Regions from separate parts of the Sus scrofa genome. Here region 1 is linked to region 2. Evidence: chromatin contacts called from public Hi-C data. All regions are on one chromosome and are shown on one strand. The core of a region is the stretch at or near the end of the contact, and the rest is flanking DNA. Distances in the headings are between cores, read along the strand shown. Region 1 overlaps GRAMD1B (GRAM domain-containing protein 1B). Region 2 has its middle 63 kb from the start of GRAMD1B.

Region 1 (6,737 bases), core at 413-2,912, 170 kb before region 2:
CGCGCTGCTGTGGCTCTGGCGTAGGCCAGTGGCTACAGCTCCGATTCGACCTCTAGCCTGGGAACCTCCATATGCCGCGGGAGCAGCCCAAGAAATAGCAACAACAACAACAACAACAAAAAAAAGACAAAAAGACAAAAAAAATAAAATAAATAAATATATATATATACACACACATACTCTGATGTCCCCTTTTTTCCCCCTGCTTTTTAGGGTTGCACCCACAGCATATGGGAGTTCCCAGGCTAGGGACCAAATCGGAGCTACAGCTGCCAGCCTATGCCACGGCCACAGCAACATAGGATCTGAGCTGCGTCTGCAACCTACACCATAGCTCTTGGCAAAGCTGGATCCTTAACCCACTGAGCGAGGCCACGGATCGAACCTGAATCCTCCTGGATACCAGTCGGGTTCACTTCCACTGAGCCACAACGGGAACTCCCTGAAGTTCATTTTATTTTATTTTTATTTTTATTTTTTGTCTTTTTGCCTTTTCTAGGGCTGCTTCCCACGGCATATGGAGGTTCCCAGGCTAGGGGTCAAATTGGAGCTACAGCTGCCAGCCTATACCACAGCCACAGCAAATCGGGATCTGAGCCGCTCTGCGACCTACACCACAGCTCACGGCAATGCTGGATCCCCAACCCACTGAGCAAGGCCAGGGATCGAACCTGCAACCTCATGGTTCCTAGTTGGATTCGTTAACCACTGAGCCACAATGGGAACTCCCGATGTCCATTTTAAAGATGAAGAACAAAAAAAAAAAAAAAAAAAAGGAGTTCCCGTCGTGGCGCAGTGGTTAACGAATCCGACTAGGAACCATGAGGTTGCGGGTTCGATCCCTGCCCTTGCTCAGTGGGTTAAGGATCCGGCGTTGCCGTGAGCTGTGGTGTAGGTTGCAGACGCGGCTCGGATCCAGCGTTGCTGTGGCTCTGGCGTAGGCCAGTGGCCACAGCTCCGATTCAACCCCTAGCCTGGGAACCTCCATATGCCGTGGGAGCAGCCCAAAGAAATAGCAAAAAAACAAACAAACAAAAAAAAAAGATGAAGAAAGTAAGAGTTCAAGGGAATACATGACATGTCTAAGAGCGAATGGTTGGTAAGCTAAGGAATAAGGATTTTAATCAAGGTTTTTCTGCCCTGAATTCTCTGTTCTTTCACTCTGAGCACATGACAGTGCCGGGCTTAGCCTTCACTTGGAGTTGGGAAGGGGTGGGTGGCAGGAAGGACCTGTGATGAGACTGGGGAAGATCTGAACATGGGGTGGGAAGCTGAGAAGAACCTGAATGTTCATTCTGCTGAAATTGCCAATCGTCTCTGTTCTGCAGGAGGCAACTCTCAGCCAGAAAGCAAGAACATCTGGGAAGCCCAATGCAGCAAAGACCTTGAAACAAGAAGTGACAAAGAATTTGCCCTGGCCAGTCAACAGGCACTGACGTGAAATAGCGCCTGCCATGAGGTCTCAAGGCCGCAAGTGAAACCGTAGAAATAAATACCTTTTTGACTATACCTAAAAAAAAAAAACAAACTTATGCTTCAGAGCAGTGCTGCTTCATCAACCAGCTGGTGAAAAAGCCATAGGCAAGCCAAAACACCCAGAGCAACTTGCCCAGGGAGAAGGCAGAACTTCCTAGAGCCAGAGCCAGGCATAGATAGACTTCTAGGAAGCCAGATAAGGGTTGGCCTCAGCCCAAGGGGCAGGTTTTCAAGACTAGAAAGGCCAGAGCTGTCCCATTTAGGTATGAGAGCAGAACTCAGAACAGGCAGGCCAGCTGCACAGCAGAAATGCAGGTGCCCTGGGGGCCTCTTCAGAGAAACAAGTGTAGGAAAGGCTTGGCAGTGCCAACTTGATGCTACTGCCAGCTGAGATAGGAGTAGCTTGATTTAGGAGCCAACCTAGAGAAGACTGGGCAGCTGATTCCCCAGAAACAACTGGTGAATTCCTACAGGAACATTTCAGATGCTCCCCAAGAGTGGCAGGGGTCTATTTCACATCTGATTGAAGATCCAACTCAATTAAGAATAAATATGTTTTCAAGACACTTTATGCCTGTGGCTTCCCAACTGGCAGTGAATTTTATCACCACCTGTTTCCCTCTAGTTAACAGAATTCAAAGTCCTTAAGCTGAAAGTGTACGAGTCCTAAAGGTCGAGGTAGGGAAGATACGGTATTCTGTATCTTTGTGTTTTGTATCTTGACCTCAGGGGCCAAGGACTGAGGCACCAAGGAGAGGAGAGCCTGATGCATATGAAAAGAAGGACGAATTCCTGAGTCCCACAGGACAGAGGACACATGTGGCAGGAGGAATAATTATGCAGAAACTTTATCACAGGCAAACTGCCAGATACCATGGAGGGGACCACGGAGTTCAAGGACAGACCAGAGGCTGCACTGTTTTCCAGAAAGGGTCCTTTCAGCCTCCTCGTCTCCCCTTCCCAGCCCCACTCCTATCCCCGTCCCCCGTGCATCGCCCATGCACCTTCATTTGCCCTTGTGCCCCAGGAAAAACTGGTTTAAGATAAAACTATTATCATGTTTATCATGGTTTTTTTTTTTTTTTCCATTAGAAGAAATTAAAACAGTCCTACCCAAGAACTCTGCTCATTTACCAACACTCAGAGAGCCGTCCGGGGCTTGGGAAGAAACAGCATTGACTGGACCTGGAGTCAAGAAATCTGGGTTTAAAGCCTGATCTGTTTCCACAAATGATTTTTCACACGGGACTAAATGCCTATCTTCTCTGCCAAGCACTGTGACAACTTTCTGATAAAAAACACACATTGTCACCTTTTACTAGCAAGAGGGCAACAGGTACTGGAATACTTGTTATCAGAATGGCGAACAAAACAGAAATTGAATAGCCACAAATCATTAATTTCTGACTTGAGAATGTTAATGAAACATACCTTTCCCGGCCCCCTGCTCATTATATCTCGTCCTATATTCAATTAACCCACTTCAGGTTCATCTCCGGGGCCCACCCACATGACACGGGCCAAAGATAGATTTTGATGATATAAAGAAACGCCTTGAGTGGCAGCCTATAAATAGAGAAAAGATGAGGAAGTGGGAGTTCCCGGTGTGCCTCAGCAGTTAACAAACCCGACTAGTAAAGATGAGGACGTGGGTTTGATCCCTGGCCGCACTCAGAGGGTTAAGGATCTGGCATTGCTGTGAGCTGTGGTGAAGGCTGGCAGCTGCAGCTCTGATTTGACCCCTAGCCTGGAAACCTCCACATGCTGCAGGTGCAGCCCTAAAAAAAATCTAAATAAATAATGAGGAAGTATGCTTTGGGAGGGCCGGGTACTGTGCTAGAAAGCAGAGGCCACGAAGTACCCTAAGAACTTCAAGAATCTTAATGTGTTGCGAAGTGGAGCTAAAAGTCTAAAGATCATTAATTATGAATAACCAAAAGTTTATCTCATAGAGGAAGAAGAAACTAACCTGTATTGAGTGCCTATTACATGCATTTTTCACATTACTTCACTTATAAGTCAGTATTTGAAGAAAATAATCTTTTTAATTCAAATTTTATTCTATTCTTCTTCATTTATTTACAGCAAGAAGACAAGTGTTTTATTTTAGGTAGCTAAGTAGCCCCATCTACCCTAACTGCAGGAGTGACCGACACAACTATAATCCATCTATGATATTCTCTCTGACCAACACAGTGCTCCCTACGACAGCCTCCTACAAATGCCTTTCCAGGCTCAGGAGTAAGCAGACAGCTGTGTTGATGATGCCTAAAGCCCACAAGAGTGTTGAGTCCTCTATGTAACTCTGCTGGGCTAAAAGCATTAAGGTGGTTATACATCGTAGGGGAGCAGAATTTGCCCCCCTCAAATATACCTCTCTGGCACATTGTTTTCAACTGGTTATTTTCTGAGAGGAAGCAGCCTTGGAGAAGGCTCTAAAAACCAAGTAAAGGAGTTCCGGCTGTGGTGCAGTGAGATTGGTGGCATCGAACACACGTTCGATCCCTGGCCTAGCACAATGCGTTCAAGGATCCAGAGTGCTGCAGCTGTGGCATAGGTCCCAGCTGCAGCTCAGATTCAATCCCTGGCCCAAGGGGAACTTCCACAGGCAAGAACTTCCCTTTTGTAAGAAGCATTTACATTTGTAAGGGAACATGCCAAGGATAATAAGGCAGGTCACCCTCTCTACATGGAAGAGGAAGAGGACCAAATCTCTAGAAACTCCCATCAGTGGAGAAGGCAGCAACTTAAAATCCGCATCACCATCACCCTTGTTCACTGTGCTTTTCCTGGGAAACTCCTAGAACTGACTATCCCCATTCTCAACATCCTCTTTTGTCTTTAGCTAAGGATTTTATATACATATATATATATAGTCCTTTTCCAGGGCTGCTCCCACGGCACATGGAAGTTCCCAGATTAGGGGTCTAATCAAAGCTACAGCTGCCGGCCTGCACCACAGCCACAACAACTCGGGATCCGAGCAGTGTCTGCGACCTATACCACAGCTCACGGCAACGCCGGATCCTTAACCCACTGAGCAAGGCCAGGGATTGAACCCACAACCTCATGGTTCCTAGTCGCATTCGTTAACCACTGAGCCACGATGGGAACTCCTAGCTAAGGATGATATTTAAGGAGAGAGCTTGGGCGACTTAGTTTTCCTGGGCCTCTCCTGTGTTAAACATCTCCTTGATTTTTCTCTTGTTAAACCGTCTCATGACAATTTCATTCTTAGACCAGTCAGAAGAACCTCAAAAAGCATAGAAAATTATTCTTCCTCCCCAAGACCATGCATCACTGGCTCAGGAGATCTGATTTAGAATTGGGGGGAAATTACAGGACCAAAAGGGCTAGCCCCAGAAGCTCCACTTCCATCCCGTATTTGCCCAGCTGTGGAGTGGATACTTGAAAGGATCCCACCTATACACACATAACCTACATGTTCTTATCACTCAAAATGCTCCTGTTCTCTTCTATCTTTTCTGCTTACAACTCTCATTTCAGCAGTAAATGAGTGGGGGGTTACAACACACAGGGGGAAACCCTGGCCTTTTCCTGTTTCATTAGCTAGGATTCTTTAGATCAAAGAAGTGATCTGGGAGTTCCAGACGTGGCTCAATGGTAACAAGCCTAACTAGTATCCACGGGGACACAGGTTCAATCCCTGGCCCCACTCAGTAGATTAAGGATCCGGTGTTGCTGTGACGATGATGTCGGCTGGCAGCTGCAGCTCTGACTCAACTCTTATCCTGGGAACCTCCATATGCCGCAGGGGCGGCCCTAAAAAACAAGAAAGAAAAAAGCAAAGAAGAAAGTGATATGCTTCAACTTTTCTTTACATCCAGTTTCTTCTCAGGGCATTTTTAGTAAGAAGGTAATAAATGATATTGCAATGAGCAGGCTCCCTTCCTGAGCTCAGCTGAGAGAGGGTCTCATTTATTCATTGAGGTGAGACAAGTTGGTATTTGTGATGATGCCTATTGCCCCAACAGGGCAAATATCCACCCCAAGTGAGTCACACTATTTTAGTTTCATCATACTTCAGAAGTTTCCTGCCTTTTCCCCTTTCATTACTCCCCTCCCCTAAGTGGTGATCTCCACCAGCTACATCCGTTTCCCCTACATTCACTTCATCCCCTGCAATCAAGCTTCCATTTCTATTGCTTGATACAAACTGTTCTCTTATCAAAGGTCACCAATGACTGCCTAATGGCCTTTTTTCCCCATCTCAATACTTTCTGACATTTCTACAGCATTTGGAATGATTCTTCCTTCTTGGGGTAAAAAGTACTTCGCCCTTGGCTTAAGTTGAATAGTACTTAGTGAACTCACATCTTTCATTCAAACAAGCATTTCAGGAGCACCTACTCTGTGCCAGGCTCCCTTTGAGGGAACACAAAGATTAAAAAAGAGAAAGACATATTCCATCCTTAAGGAGTTTATTCTCTAGTGGAGAAAGAGACACTTCATTGAATAATGAGATCACACACAGTAAGGTAACAGTTTCACAGAGGGTGGGATGTGGGGAAGTGTATGTACAAAGTTCAGGATCCAGACTAGAGAAAGAACACCTGGGGTGCATGGGGATACGGATGGCACTTCACAGAGGAGGAAGCATTTGAGCTGACATTTAAGAGACGAGTAAAAGTTTACTAGCAGACCATATCCCAAGTGGAGAGACCAGCACATGGAAAGAAATAGGCATGAAAAGACATGCATGCCCAGTCAAGGACCGTGACCTCATGAGCCCCACACTGCTGGCAGTGAAGGTGGTGGTGGGAATGCCTAGAGACTTGTGTGGGCAAGTAAGCAGGGTCGACATCACCAAGGGCCCTGTGCGTCCCAGAAACAGGATGAAATTTCATTCTGTAGGTGAAGAACAAGCACTGATGAAGTCTGGAGAGGGAAGTGATTCATTTATTAGAAGAAAGTAGAGGGTTAAGCCGGAGGCCTGTAAAGAAGCCCTCTCTATTAAGCAGAGGGGATGAAGGCTCCAGCTAAGGGGACGAGGATGGAGAAAACCAACAGCGGAGAGAGTCAGGAGGTGCCTGACTGCAGGTGATGGGAGCAGGCAAGAAAGAAATCTAAGATGTCCTGCTTCCTCTGCTCACCAGCCCTTAGGGACAGTTCTGTCTCCTTCTTCAGCATTCCCACCACTTTAGCACAGTGCAAAACACATGTGAGACAAGCAGTAAATACCTACTGACTCATTGATTACTACCACCTTCATCAACTAGTGGTAAGTCTACAGCAAATCT
Region 2 (6,670 bases), core at 2,621-5,120:
ACTTATATCTGGTATCTAATACACAGCACAAAAGAACCTTTCCACAGAAAAGGACATGGAGAACAGACTTGTGGTGCCAAGGAGTGGGATGAACTGGGAATTTGGGGTTAATAGATGAAAACTATTGCCTTAGGAATGGATAAATAATAAGATCCTGCTATATAGCACTAGGAATATATCTAGTCACTTATGATGGAACATGATAATGTCAGAAAAAAATGTATACATGTATGTGTAACTGGGTCACCCTTGCTGTACAGAGGAAAACTGACAGAACACTGTAAACCAGCTGTAATGGAAAAAATAAAAATCATTATATAGAAAATAATAATTATAAAAAATAAAAAGAAAAGAATGACGCTGAAAAAAAAAAAAGGTCACACTGGCTACAGTGATTCGATCAAAGGACCATATAATATGATAAAGAGATAAGATCAGAGCATAGTTCAGAAAACTATTTTGAACTTCATTGTTCAAAACTGTAAGAGGGAGCTCAATTAAGTGGAATTAATGTAGCGGAAAATATTCAAACTCTGACCTAAGGCGGGGCAGTGCGGGTAGAGAGGATGGGAACCAGATGGAGTGAGGGAGAGAGAAGAATCAAGAGTGATTTTGTCCACCACTAGGCAGTATATCAAGAAGACAGTAGATGGCTGGATTATTCCAGAGATTGGGATTTTGTTGAGAAGAAAAGCAAAATGGCAAAGGAGACAGAGAAGTGAGGATAATCAAAAGATAGTTATGAAGTAATATGTTTTCTAGACCAGTTGCAGAAAGAAATTTAGAGGATTGATAGATGGCTGAAAATGGAGAGACAGGTGAAAGCAATAAGGAGGGTCTAGCGAAGGGCATGGACCTCCGAGGGGCAACATTTATGAGGAAGGAGAACGTGTGCTTTAGAAGCAGAACTGGGAAACTCCCAAGGTTGTTGGGGGGGCTGCTAGTCTGGGTGGGGCCTGGGGGATAGGAGAGTGTGCATCATCCAGAACAGACCATGTTGGCAAAGCTGTGCCCTCACCTAAGACCAGGTTCCATTTCAAAGCAAGAAGTGGTCAGGTTTCCAGGAAGAGCTTGAGGATGTAAGGGTGTTTATTTACTCTGGTGTCATTTTCCAGGGGTCCTAGAGGAGAAAGCAAAGATGTCAGGGGAGGCAGGCCCAAGGGGAAGGAAAACCATGAGGTGGTGCTTGTGACCAGCACTGCCGTCTTCACACTCGTCCTGGTCTCCCCTCCCTCACCCCTGCATCCACCTGGCCTGTTGATTTAAGTTCCTAAGTAGCTTAGGGGTCTCTCCCTGCCCGTCCTCCTCCACTGCCGGTGCCCTAAACAAGGTTCCTGTGGTCCCTTACATAGACCATTGCCACGCTCTCCCATTTGGCCTGTCTCCACCTTAATTATCCTTCCCCACTGCCTCCCACCCCATCCATCCTTCATGAAGCTGACAACATGTTCTTTTTGATCCATAAATCTGATCCCATCATCCCACCACTCAACATTCCTCCATAGCCTCTCAGTCATTAACAAGACACAATCTGTCCCACTTGCTTGGCTACCAGAGTTGTTCATAATTGGGCTCCTGCTGATCTGTCTCTCCTCATGTTCCATTGCTCCCCCTCCAGAACTGTGTGCTCTGGCAATTCTCAACTATTTATAGATCTCAGAACATGTTACTCTATTCTCTCCTGCTTTCAGATTTCGCACATTCCGTTCCATCTGCCTGCATGTGATCCCCACTCGCCACACCTTGCCCCTGATGAACCCGCACCAGAGCCACTCAGTGGGTCTTCCTCTGTGAGGTCTGCCCTTCACTCTGCACAGCCTGGGGGATCCTTTCCTCAGACTCCTTCCTATCCTTTGCACAACATACCATGAAAGCAATTATGCAGTTATACTGAACTAAACGTATGTGACTGTTTATCTCCTCACTTGACAATGAACTCTCTCCAGAGGAAAGCACTGTCTGCTTTGTAAGACTAGTTTCTAATAGCAGTTTTAGGTTCACAGCAAAACTGAGAGAAAGGCCCAGTGATTGTTCCATGTACCCCCTCCCCCCACACATCAGAGCCTCCTTCATTATCAACATCCCCCAGCAGAGTGGGACATTTGTTACAATCTATGAAACTCCATTGACATATCATTATACCCCAAAGTCCCTGAGAGTTTACACTAGGGAATCACTCTTGGTGGTGTACAACCTGAGGGTTGGAACAAATGCATCAGGGCGTGTATCTACCCTTATAGTATCACACAAAGTATTTTCACTGCCCTAACAATCCTCCGAGCTCTGCCTAGTCATTCCTCCCCCACCGCTGATCCCTGGCAACCACGGATCTTTTTTAGTCTCTCCATAGTTTGCCTTTTCCAGAATATTAGATGGTTGGATTCATACAGTATGCAGTCTTTTCAGAAACGTTGTTTTTTAATGATTCTATCCAGCGCCTGTCACATTATCTAGTGTGCATAGTAAGTGCATACTTTTTACAGAATTAATGATTGATTGAGCCAATGTATTTAAGGAGATCCAGCGATCTGAGGCATGGTATAAATAATTAGGCTCTAGGAGTTCCCACCATGGCACAGTGGGTTAAGGATCCGGTGTTGCTACAGCTGTGGCCTAGGTTGCAGCTGTGGCTTGGGTTCAACCCCTGGCCCAGGAACTTCCATTTGCCAAGGGTATGGCCAAATAAATAAATAGGCTCTAAGTACACAGTAGCCCAAGGAATGTTTCCACATAGGTGCTATTGTGTTCTGCTTCTTCAGTTGTCATCAGGAAGTCCTAGGACTCCAGTCATTTGCTCTTTATTTTCATTTATTGAACAAAGCTGAGTCAGGCTGAGATCTGGGACCTGGGACCCTTTGCTGCAGTGACTGCAGTGCCTACACCTGGACAAACATATCCTGAAGCAAAACAAAACACAAAGAAACTATAAGGGACTAAAAATAACTGTATGTATGTACAGTTGTGGCAAATTATGGACAAGATACAAAAAACTAAAAGAGTAACTGCTACTTCTGAGGATTGGTGAGCAAAAGCAGGGTACTTAGGTACTCAGCAAAGGAGTGGGCAAATGACCTAAGCCACCCCTCTGGCCTGACCCCTGGGCCCACTTCCACCTTCACCCCGTATAAGGGAACCCCCACCCCCCACCACTCAGGGAGAAAGGGGACTTGTTGCTGGTTTTTGCTTCCCACCCACTCAGCAAGGGCCGCAGTAAAGACTTGCCCGAATTTTCCTGTCTGGGCTCTTAGCAATTTCTATTGATTAAGGAGGCCAAGAACACTGGATGGTAGCAAAGCTATCATAGGTCAAGCTCTGTGCTATGTTTTTTTGTTTTTGTTTTTGTTTTTGTTTGGCTTTTTAGGGCCGCACCTGCAGCATATGGCGGTTCCTCAGGCTAGGGATCCAATTGGAGCTGCAGCTGCCGGCCTACACCACAGCCACAGCAACTGGGGATCTGAGCCATGTCTGCGACATACACCACAGCTCACGGCAATGCGGAATCCTTAACCCACTGAACGAGGCCAGGGATTGAACCCGAAACCTCATCATTCCTCGTCAGATTCATTAACCACTGAGCCAAAACAGGAACTCCTATACTAAGCTTTTTAACTGGAAACTTCCGGCAGGGCAGGGCTGCGGTTTGCTGTTTGGTGCTGTATTGCCCAGGCTGAGCATCCCACAGAAGAGAACTTTCCTTCAAAGCATTCCACTCCCAGGACCTTGGGGCTCCAGAGTTTTTCCTGTCCCTGTCTGGCTATTCCAGCTCATCAGGCTTTCTCCACACACTGGAGTCTGTTGTACTCCAGCCTGAACCAGACAGTTTGGCATTAATTGCTCTCTAATTGTTTCAAGTGGGCTATTTTTATCTACCCAGTACCCTGCACACTCCTTGCAAATGAGCCTGCTCTTTTAGTTTCACATTGCCACTGTGCCCCCAGCACTCAGTAAAAGCTTACTGATTGATTTTTTTTTTAATGAGCTGTAATATGGATCTGTCCTGAAACTCTTTGCTGCTTCTTCCCCTAGCAATCCCCCTCCCCACTCCCAGCACTTCCCACTGGCTATTTCTATTGCTGTCACCAACCTCTTTGTTGTCCTCTCCAAAAGGTTGCTCTTTTTACTGACGCTCAAGGCCATAGAGACTCTCTTTTTTCGCCAGTCCTTCTTTTCCATAAGGGCTCTCTTGGCAAGAAATGTTATTTATTTATTTTTTGAAGGGCTATCAAATCATTATTTTATTTTATTTTTTATTGTTATTTCCCCAACACAGTTTTTTTCCCCACTGTACAGCCTGGGGACCCAGTTACACATACATGTGTACATACTTTTCTCTTCCATTACCATGCTCCGTCATAACTAGACATAGTTCTCAGTGCTACACAGCAGGATCTCATTGTCAATCCATTCCAAAATCAATAGTTTGCATCCGTTAACCTCAAGCTCCCAAACCACCCCACTCCCTCCTCCTCCCCCTGGGCAACCACAGGTCTATTCTCCAAGTCCATGATTTTCTTTTCTGTGGAAAGGTTCTTTTGTGCTGTGTATTAGATACCAGATATAAGTGATATCATATGGTATTTGTCTTTCTTTCTGACTTCACTCAGGATGAGAGTCTCTAGTTCCATCCTTGTTGCTGCAAATGGCATTATTTCGCTCTTTTTATGGCTGAGTAGTATTCCATCGTGTATATATACACCACATCTTCCTAATCCAATCATCTGTCAATGGACATTTAGGTTGTTTCCATGTCTTGGCTATTGTGAATAGAGCTGCAATGAACATGCGGGTGCATATGTTTTTTTTTAAGGAAAGTTTTGTCCAGATATATGCCCAAGAGTGGGGTTGCTGGGTCATATGGTAGATGTATGTATAGTTTTCTAAGGTACCTCCATACTGTTTTCCACAGTGGTTGTACCAGCTTACATTCCCACCAACAGTGCAGGAGGGTTCCCTCTTCTCCACACCCTTTCTAGCACTTATTATTTGTGGACTTATTAATGATGGCCATTCTGATTGGTGTGAGGTGGTACTTCACAGTTGTTTTGATTTGCATTTCTCTAATAATCAGGGATGTTGAGCACTTTTTCATGTGTTTGTTGGCCATCTGTAATCTTCCTTGGAGAAATGTCTATTCAGGTCTTTTGGCCATTTTTCCAATGGGTTTTTTTTGGGCTTTTTTTGTTTGTTTGTTTGTTTGTTTTGGGTTTTTTGCTGTTGAGTTGTATAAGTTGTGTGTATATTTTAGAGATTAATCCCTTGTCAGCCGCATCATTTGAAACTATTTTTTCCCATTCTGTAAGTTGTCTTTTTGGTTTTTTATGGTTTCCTTTGCTGTGCAAAAGCTTGTCAGTTTGATTAGGTCCCATTGGTTGATTTTGGCTTTTATTTCTGTTGTTTTGGGAGACTGACCTGAGGAAACATTTGTAAGGTTGATATCAGAGAATGTTTTGCCTATAGTCTCTTCCAGGAGTTTGATGGTGTCTTGTCTTATATTTAGGTCTTAAAGCCATTTTGAGTTTATTTTTGTGCATGGTGCGAGGGTGTGTTCCAATTGAATTGATTTACATGCAGCTGTCCAGTTTTCCCAGCCTCACTTGCTGAAGAGACTGTCTTTTTCCCATTTTATGTTCTTGGCCTCCTCTGTTGAAGATTAATTGACTGTAGGTGTCAGGGTAAGAAATGTTATTCTTATCAGCTGCCTCATGAGCTGTTTTTATCCCTCCACATAACTTAGTAAATACTCTGGGAGCTGCTGGGATGTATGAAGCCTTCACTTTGAATTTCTATGTTTTCAGTTCTATTGTCTCAAGATACAGTCAAAGGAAGGGAATCTTGGAAAGTCAGAGCTGAGGCGGGGTCATATGGGAAGAGAGGCTTCTTTCTGGAAGGGTCAGCCAAGTGACTGCAGACAGGAAGGGCTTGGGAGAAGTAATCATCACCCTGGCTCCCAGCTCCTTGTTATTTGGTCTCAGAAAAACAACAACAACAAAAAAGACGATAAGGTGTAGGGACCACCTGGAGCTTTGCTTCAGAAGTGCTTCTTTGAGTACAGAGAACTATGGAAGATTTTCTGAGAATTGCTAATATGGCTTTCCAGACCGTCTGAGCCTGCCTTGCCTACCCCAAAAGTAGATTGCATAGGATCTGATAGATCTGATGGGGCTATAGGGCTGGCTTTGACCCACCTCCCTCCAGGTGAGATCTCTTGGACAGACTCTAGCTGAGCATAACCTGCAGATTTGCAAGGCCACTCATTCTATTGGGAAGAAGGTGTGGTGGTGATAATTATTTTTCAAATCAATTCAACAATATTTATCTGTTGTCTGGATGGTGGTAGCAGAGCATCAGGGTTAAGAGGCTAAGCTTGGCTTCAGAGTTTGGATCACAGATGCATTTCCAGTAAAAATTTAGGCAGATTACTTAAATTCTCTGAACCCATTTTTAAAAGGATAAATGGGTGTAATAAGGCCCCCCTTTCAGGGTTATATGAGGAAACTTGAGGCATATTAAGCACTCATTGCTATATCTGGCGCATGGTAAGTGTTTAGTGATTGGCAGCTCGTAATATTATTATTCCAAGGACAACTGTCACCTTCTTCCTAACCATGACCACATCCTGGTGCTCACCCAAATCCTTTGAGAACTCTGGACAAAGTCATCTAAATAGTCA

The links. Hi-C and Micro-C count contacts between places; a contact is called where the count stands out from the background.
Region 1: a contact with region 2 is called in a Hi-C map of blood, with 3 times the contacts expected there. The contact joins two enhancer-like sites. A contact is called at or near these places in 7 of 47 Hi-C or Micro-C datasets (blood, embryonic fibroblasts, epiblast stem cells and 4 more) and 1 of 2 datasets of contacts at active chromatin or transcription factors (skeletal muscle).

Annotation. Positions count from the first base shown.
Region 1 is chr9:50,355,421-50,362,157 of Sscrofa11.1, reverse strand. The region is part of intron 1 of GRAMD1B (GRAM domain-containing protein 1B); the gene reads right to left. Among named protein-coding and RNA genes, the nearest start is that of GRAMD1B, 100 kb to the right of the region's middle. Within about 2 kb of position 1,662, at least 9 of the 83 cell types and tissues checked have an H3K27ac peak or open chromatin away from gene starts, as enhancers often do.
Region 2 is chr9:50,192,556-50,199,225 of Sscrofa11.1, reverse strand. No RefSeq gene overlaps it. Among named protein-coding and RNA genes, the nearest start is that of GRAMD1B, 63 kb to the left of the region's middle. Within about 2 kb of position 3,870, at least 3 of the 83 cell types and tissues checked have an H3K27ac peak or open chromatin away from gene starts, as enhancers often do.